2 separate regions of the Mus musculus genome follow, and region 2 is linked to region 1. A link is a contact called in public Hi-C data. All regions are on one chromosome and are shown on one strand. Each heading gives the region's core, a stretch centred on a gene start, on an enhancer-like site or on the middle of the called end of the contact. The rest is flanking DNA. Distances are from core to core; before and after follow the strand shown. Region 1 overlaps Med12l (mediator complex subunit 12-like). Region 2 has its middle 16 kb from the start of Gm24382.

Region 1 (4,225 bases), core at 1,190-3,689:
TGCACATAAAACTAGATAGTTATTTGATAAGGCATTTACTTTGTTGGCACACATGAGCTCTCTCTGCTGGTGAGTCACATCCGAACAGAAGAAAATATTAAGGAGTTATTATTATGTTATTATTGGCCTGTGTATGTAACATGTATGTGGACACCTGTGGAGGTCATTGGCTCCCTTGCAGCTGGAGTCACAGATGGCTGTGAGCTGCCTGCTGTGTGGGCTTGGAACTGAACTCCGGTCCTCTGGAAAAGCAGTAAGGGCACTTACCTGCTGAACATCTTCCCAGCCACCAGCAAATGTTTTCAAAGGATTAATGTGTCTGGTCACTTATTGCGTTGTAGTGTTTCTGCTGTGTACAGTTGCTTGCTACCCTTTCCTCTCTGCTCTCTAACTCCCTCGCAGCCAGAAGGGCGTGCTTCCTGATAGTTCAGCAGACATAGTAGCCTAGCCAGTGCTTTCACTCCCTTGGCCTCCCGTCATATTGGAATGGTAGCTATGATTTATGCTGTTGTTTATCCAGGCTGCTAGTCAACACACTGGCAAGCACGTTTTCATTCCAGAAGTTAACATTGGCCGAATCGGGATTTTGGATAATTATAACTTTACAAATCATATTGTTGTGGATATTAAAAAGAATGTAGAAGTTTGTAAGTCCCCTCACCCTCGACCCACCTTTAACCCTAAACTTATGGCCACTCTGGCTTCTCCCTCTCATCTCCCCCAACTGCCCTCTCTTCCAGAGATCATAGAATTTACTTTTATTTTACTTTGTGAAATGTAGATAATTTCTTACTGGAAATAAAGTATCTTAAGAAAAAAACAGATCACTTCCTTGAGATGTAATTCATATGCTATATAATTAACCCATGCATAAAATCAGCCCAAAGATGTTTGTGTGTTCATAGTTATAAAGCCATCTGTTGGTGATAAATCGTTTCCTAAGAAGACACAACACTCACCCCAGATAGGGACCCCACCCCAAATCCAACTTGATGAACAAGCGAGCTTTTTTTTTTTTTGGTTACTTACAGGAATATGGGTGAGGGGTTACTTACTGGAGCAGAATTGACTCACAGATTGTTGCATCACCAAGGCCCACCCCAGCCTGGGTGACAGCTCACAAAAGCTGGGAGCCTAGAGCACACTGTATAGCCTGCAGGCAGTGGAGCAGCTTCGAGAGTGTCTTTCGCAAGTAACTCTGCTCTAAGCCACTCCCAGGCAGCTCAGCTGGTTTCAAGAATCTTCTTTGCAGATTGACATCTTTGAATCTTTGCAGTTCTGTTCCCCCTTTCCAGAGACTCAACCTGTGGGTTACAACCCCTTTGGGGTTGAAATGGCCCTTTCACAGGAACCACCTAAGAGCATCAGAAAACACAGATGTACAGTTCATAACAGTAGCAAAATTACAGTTATAAAATAGCAATGAAAATAATTTTGTGGTGGGGTGTGTGTGGCTGCAAAATGAGGAGAGCTGTATTAAAGGGTCACAGCACCGGGGAAGTTTCGAACCTTCTTGCGAACCTTCTCGCTTAGTCTCAGAGGGTCTCTCCCTTTATTGCCTGCTCTGGCAGGCAAGGACTTTCTGCTTAAGTAGCTTCCCTGCAGGATGGGATGTTTCAGTCTTGGAGGAAACATTTGTATCACCATCAACCCCATTTTAGAACATTTTCACCACTTGTAAAACCCCATATTCATTAACATCACTAGTTTACTTTTGTATAGATTTTCTTATTTTGGACATCATAAGCCATATAATATATAGGTCTACCAAACTAGCATTTTTTCACTTAGTATTTTCGATCGTTCCTCCATGCTATGGCAGGTCTCATAAGCAAAGCATTCCCTGTATATGTCATCACTATTGCTGCATCGTAGGCACACACCACATTTCGGTCACTCAGCAGTTGATGCTTAGATTTACTTCTTGTCATTTGGAGTCCCGATGCACTCCGTGTGCATGTGTATACAGTCTTCGTGTAGATACGTGTATGCTATCTCTCTGTGCATAGCTGGCTGTAAGGTAGTGGGGTTACATTGTGTTTCCATGTTTAACTTTTTGAGGGGTGGCCAGACGTCTCTTTTTTCTTCAGTGTCACCTTCTCGTCAGCCGTCCAAATGGATCCCCCTCCTCCCACATCTTGGCCAATGCTTGTGACTGTGTTTTCCTTGTGGTCATCATAGTTTTGGGTCACTGTGCTTTTGCTTTGCAGGTTTTTTTTTTCTTCTCCTTAGCTTCTGATGTTGAGCACCTCTGAATGTGCCTTTTGCCTATTTGTTTATCCTCATTGGAGAAGAATGCATTCGAGTCTCCCCAAACCTAATCTTAAAGCTAGATGTCTTCTACATATTGAGTTGTAATGATTCTTTATGAGTTCTAGACAGAAGCCCTTTCTTGGGGATGTGGTTTTCCTAATCTCTCACCATCGGTTGGTTATCTTTTACAGGTGGTATTAATCAAGGAAGTGTGTTAACGTGAAATAGAATGGTGGTGGACGAGCCTTCAGTGTTTCTTACATAGTGTTTAGAAATGGAGTGTGCAGCTCATACACGCTGCAGCTGAATTTTCTCAGTCAGCCAGCTGCTAAGTCTGCCTGATGGCCCCCTGAAGGCTTGAGTGATGCCCCCAAGTAAGGAGGCTCTCACCTCTGACCAGAGTGCTGTAGCAACCTGATTACCTTCAGCATGTGCTCCTTTGTCCCTGGTTACAATTGCGTTTTGTTTCTTAGCCGCTCTCATTCCTTTCACATAGTTTCCAACTGCTTTTGTAAAAGGAAAGATTGTGTCCAGGAGAGCTAGCTATCATAGAACTAAAGGGTATTTACCCACACGTTTACAGGCGAGTTTCTTCACAAAGAATGCAAACTGCATGGATAGGAGATACTGGTTGCTCGTTTAGAGGACCCAGGTTTGATTTGAAGCATCCACATGGTGGCTCACAATCATCTTTAATTCCAGGACCATCAGATCTGATACTCTCTTCTGGTGTCATGGGCACAAGACATGTACGTGGTATATATACAGGCAAAACACCCACATACAAAGAAAGTAAATTATAGTGTTTGCATGGATGTTTGATAGCACAATAATGTTTCTAGTTAGAACAATGTTAAGGCCTTTAGTCTTTTTTTTTTTTTTCCTTCTGTAGTGATGTTACAAACCCCTTATGTAGTGATGACGTTGTTAAGTTCCTGCTAAGAACCGAAAGGCAGAATCAGTAGGTAGGGACTCGATTTCTATTTTGAAAGGACTTCATGATGTGTTGGTTGAAGTCAATACTTAATTTTACGGAAATAAAGCAGATTGAGGCGGTAACACTCAGAGATGGGTGAACCATCCCCACCAGGTGGAGGCCCAGGATGCAGAGGCCAGAGTAGTGTGACATCTCATATGGTCCCAGAAACATTTCTGCTCAGGTAAGCAGAACACAGCTTTCCAGACAAGCACAGCCTCCAAGCACCAGAGCAGCTCGAGTAGTGCAGTGCAGTGCCATGCACACTAGCAGGCAGCATTTGAGACGCGTGTCGTTTCTGTGTAAGAAGCTTGGTCTTCATTCCTTAGGGCCAATGGATCCATTGAAAGCCTTTGAGCCTCGAAACCAGACTTGACCGCTTCCATGAACGTTGTACCAGGCATTATGATATCAGTTGGGTGTTACCTTAGCTGAGTGGGGGGGGGGGGGTCAAGGTCTGATATCAGAAGCAGCACATGCTGTCCAATGGCAGCCAGTGTCACTGTTCCCTTCTAGAATCTGTGGTCCTACTGATCAGGTCCTATCTTGCACTCAGTGTGCTAGTGAGTCATCTGTCTTAGTTAAGGCTTCTATTGCTGCAATAAAACACCGTGACCAAAAAGCAAGCTGGGGAGCAAAGGATTTATTTGTATTATACTTTCAGATTACAGTTCATCATTGGAGGAAGTCAGCAGGAAGAAGTCAACAGAAGTTAAACAGGGCTGGAACCTGGAGGTAGAAGCTGATGCAGAGGCCATGGAGGGGTGCTGCCTGCTGACTTGCTTCCTGTGGCTTGCTCAGCTTCGGTCTTTTAGAACACAGGACTACCAGTCCCAGGGACGGCACCACCCACCATGTGAGCTGGGCTCTTCCCCATTGATCCCTAGTTGAGAAAATGCCCTACAGCTGGATCTCAGGCATTGTGTAGGAGCTTTGCTCCTTCCTCTCTGATGACTCTAGCTTGTGCCCAGTTGACAAAACCAGCCAATGTACTGA
Region 2 (4,225 bases), core at 694-3,193, 1.0 Mb after region 1:
ATATACTCCTACACACGTGTATGTATTATATAACAATATCTATAAGTGTAGGTTGACTGTTTGATAGTTGAGCAAAGATGGATTAACATGAACAAAATGTAAATTATAAAATTATTGTCATATGAAAGGTATTTTGGAATTAATTTCTTGCTGTAACTGTCAGATCTGTTTTCTTCTGCTTCTAACTGGCCATTGCTTTCTTCTATTTACGTCTTCTATTTATGCTTTATTTTTCCTCCTCTGCAGACCTTTGCTTAGTTAAAGCCCTTATCCTGGTACCTGAGATAGTTCAGTGGCCTTTCAATTGATTTTGCCTTTGTTTGAAGTCATTTTTTCACATTCATCCAATGTTTTCTTATTGTCCACCAGAAAGTCCCACTACAATGTCCAGATGCTATTGCTCAGTGCCAGCTGTGCTTTTCTTTTCTGTCTTTTTTTTGATGCTTTTTTAATTTATTAGGTATTTTCTTCATTTACATTTCCAATGCTATCTCAAAAGTCCCCCATACCCTCTCCGCCAACTCCCCTACCCACACACTCTCACTTCTTGGCCCTGGCATCCCCCTGTACTGAGGCATATAAAGTTTGCAAGATTAATGGGCCTCTCTTTCCACTGATGGCCAACTAGGCCATTTTCTCCTACATATGCAGCTAGAGACACGAGCTCTTGGGGTACTGGTCAGTTCACATTGTTGTTCCACCTATAGGGTTGCAGACCCCTTTAGCTCCTTGGCTACTTTCTCTAGCTCCTCCATTGGGGGCCCTGTGTTCCATCCAATAGCTGACTGTGAGCATCCACTTCTGTGTTTGCTAGGCCCCGGCTTAGCCTCACAAGAGACCCAAGATACAAGATACAATTTGCAAAACACATGAAACTCAAGAAGAACGAAGACCAAAGTGTGGACACTTTGTCCCTTCTTAGAAATGGGAACAAAACACCCATGGAAAGAGTTACAGAGACAAATTTTGGAGCTGAGACGAAAGGATGGACCATCTAGAGACTGCCATATCCATCCCATAATCATCCTCCAAATGCTGACACCATTGCATACACTAGCAAGATTTTGCTGAAAGGACCCTGATACAGCTGTGCCTTTCTGGGTGACTCCATAGCATCCATCTGTAACTACTTCATAATAACTTGTCTTATCTAAATTGCTTTTTATCATATTTACACTTAATTTGTGTGTATGTCTGCATATACTCCATGTATGTAGGCTCACCAAAAAATATCCCAGGTGCTTGTCTGAAACTGGAGTTATAGACGGTTGTTAGCAGCCATGTGGGTGATAGAAACTGAACACGGGGTCATCTGTACAAGCAGTAAATACTCATAACAGCTGAACTATGTCTTCAGCCATGAATCTTGTATTTTACTGTTGTCCTGAGTCCCTTTTTTCCACCCAGGACCTCTCTCAAGGTTTTGGACTGTCCAGGTAACTCGTCCTTCAGCAGAATGTATCAGTTTCTGTACAGAAGAAATACTCACTACATTCCCTGGATGAAACACATCTCTCCTATTGATGGGATGATTGATATTTTCAGAGAACTGAGGTCACTTAGCCTGCTTCTCATAAAAACATTCAAATCTCAAAGTCTACAACTTTTGAGTAAAATTTTTGATATTATAAATGATGTGGCTGGCCACTGTCTGAGACTCTATTTGTTCCTATTTTATTTGTTTTTCATAGCAACTGAGAACAAAACAACAGAGACCAAGAATTGAAACTTTGTAAGTCTAAACCCTTATGCAGACCTAGGACAGGAAGGGCCAAACCTCAAGTTCACACCCAGCTTGTGGGTATAAGAGAGCTAAGTAAGAGACGCAAGGCAGTTAGGGCAGTTACAAGAACTCATTTTCCAAGACACATCTGAAAGAAAATGTATGGTGCTGCATCTCACTCAAGTCCAGAGGCCTTCAAGAGGGGGGAGCAGCTAACCAACTCTGACTCATGCCAGGGAATCAAGGCTAGGAGGGCAAAGGACAAGGCCTGGCCTGGGACTCCATGGATACTTGCCATAATTGAAGTTACAAAATATAAGTTGCTTTTATGTTATTTCATTTTAGGGTTGCTGCGGATTCTGCATAAGGCCTTATGTATACGAGGTATGCCTAGTGTCCTTATGTGTTCTTTATGCATGGAACCCTAACCAAGATTCGACTAGAACAAGGCTAAAGGGAGGACATAAGCTGGAGCTGAGGCCCTGCACTGCTGAACAACTGGAGCTGTCATCAGGCCGCGCTGTGTGATGTGTGGGGCTTTGTTGAAAATTACAAGCAGATTGTCATGTTCAAAAACTGCTAAAAATTTCAAGAAGATACAAAATAGCATCTTAATCATCACAATGAAATCCTCATGATTGGAGGAATTTTACTCAAAGTAAAGAACTAAATGCCAACACCCTGGAGTTTTCAGGATCGTGCCTTGAAACAAAATGAAAATATCTTATAAACGTGCCTAAACAAATCCTCCTTGCCCACTGTCATAGTTATAGCTAATTTTATTTATTTACTCAGACTTCCCAGGGTGACCACACGCATCTGCACAGTCTATCACGGTGCAAGCCCACGCTTGTGAATGGATGTTGAAAGACACTTTCATGAACCTAAAAGACAATGACGTTAAGGTGAACTTGTTGCTTAATTGAACAATATTCCAGAATCACATTTTAATAAGTTATCATGTAACAGTCTTGATGGAAATAAACAATATAATAATGTGTGCATTAATTTTTAAATGTTTATGGCTGTTATTTCATTTACAAATGAGTAAGGTCTCTGTGAATACAAATCTTTTTTTTTCATTTTTTATTAGATATTTTCTTCATTTACAAATCTTGATCAAACTAGCAAACTCTGCACCAACCACCCAAAGTATCTGCAATATAAAGACAAGCTACATGCTTTTACTCCCCTCTTGTGGTCTTGATTTGTCAGTGCAATGTCCCAGATAGCAAAAACATTTCAAGTCCTCAGCAGGCTATTTGATGATAATGGGAATTTAGAATAATATTCTAAATAATTTTAAATAATTAAGAAAATATTCTAACATATTTTTCAATAATAAACTTATGAGTTGTGTCATGGACCCCATGGAGTTAATTTAAATATTTCCTCTTGTGCTGTTTTGCCATGAAGATTGCCCAGAGAAACGTGTAGATGTTTTCACACCTGCACAAAATAGTCCAAATTGTCAATACTGTAAGTCAGCTAGTGACCTGGAATAAAGATGACTTGCTGGTGAATTAGCATCATCTTCTCAATTAAGTTCTCCATAAAAGAATTCTGGACTAAGTTTCCATCCTTTGTAATAAAGTCCCTCTTTGTCCTAACAGGAGAACATGTGGGATGCTGGACACACACTAGGTTAAGGATTTGCTACTCTGCATGGCTGTACTAGTATGTTGCCAGATGTTTCTTTTCATTCTTGCCATGACCAGAGACTCAATGGAGTCTCACTACCTGCCCTGCTCTCTCACCTCAGCCCCCTGCTCAAAAGATGCCTGCAGACTCTGCTCTTGGGACACTGATATTTCAACATGATCTGGTCTGAGAATTACAGGACAGCTGGCTCTCATTGACCTTCTTTTAAAAAATCTAAGGAAGCATAGAGCTTCCAGATGTTTTCACACAGGAGACAGCTCATGCTGACACAGGGCACCAGGATGTGAAAGAATACCTGACATTGTATATGAGCTCCTTCTTTGTTGTTGTTGTTGTTATTATTATTATTATTATTATTATTATTATTATTATTTTAAATAGTTCTGGGGGCCCAAATGCATACATCTGTTGAGGGCCTTTGATCTTCACTTTCCTGTGGAAAAAGATAAAGAGGCAAGAAATTATGTGTAGTAGGGACAGGAAGGGGGCTGCTGAACCCCCTTTTGATCAGGACCCTTCTCTGATAATAACTAACTTACTCTGATAATACTGTCATTAGTTCATTCAAAGGGCAGCTTTCTCATGTCACTTTTGAAAGGTGCCCCCCACTATACTTGTGTTTTGGGTTACTTAGCACATGAGGTTTAGAGACACATCCAAGCCATATTACAAAGTGTTATCTCCAGACCCATATTGCTCAAGCACTACCTGAGTTAGACTGTTCTGGAAGCCCCATTACCACTACACTTTCCCGGTCACTTCCAAAGGTTCTTGCTGACTCAGTGGGTCCAGATGAATTCTGACCTGCACATTTCCACAGGCTGACAGATGTGTTGCAGA

What was found. Hi-C and Micro-C count contacts between places; a contact is called where the count stands out from the background.
Region 2: a contact with region 1 is called in a Hi-C map of CD8 central memory T cells, with 4 times the contacts expected there. The contact joins two enhancer-like sites. A contact is called at or near these places in 4 of 15 datasets of contacts at CTCF or cohesin (the NIH/3T3 cell line, large pre-B cells, pro-B cells and 1 more), 60 of 484 Hi-C or Micro-C datasets (the 3T3-L1 cell line, the AML12 cell line, B cells and 37 more) and 4 of 115 datasets of contacts at active chromatin or transcription factors (astrocytes, bone marrow-derived dendritic cells, embryonic stem cells and 1 more).

Annotation. Positions count from the first base shown.
Region 1 is chr3:59,059,867-59,064,091 of GRCm38.p6, forward strand. All of the region lies in intron 4 of Med12l (mediator complex subunit 12-like), which reads left to right. Among named protein-coding and RNA genes, the nearest start is that of Gpr171, 40 kb to the right of the region's middle. Within about 2 kb of position 2,440, at least 5 of the 459 cell types and tissues checked have an H3K27ac peak or open chromatin away from gene starts, as enhancers often do. A contact at or near this core is called in CD8 central memory T cells, where this site is marked.
Region 2 is chr3:60,109,543-60,113,767 of GRCm38.p6, forward strand. No RefSeq gene overlaps it. Among named protein-coding and RNA genes, the nearest start is that of Gm24382, 16 kb to the right of the region's middle. Within about 2 kb of position 1,944, at least 20 of the 459 cell types and tissues checked have an H3K27ac peak or open chromatin away from gene starts, as enhancers often do. A contact at or near this core is called in CD8 central memory T cells, where this site is marked.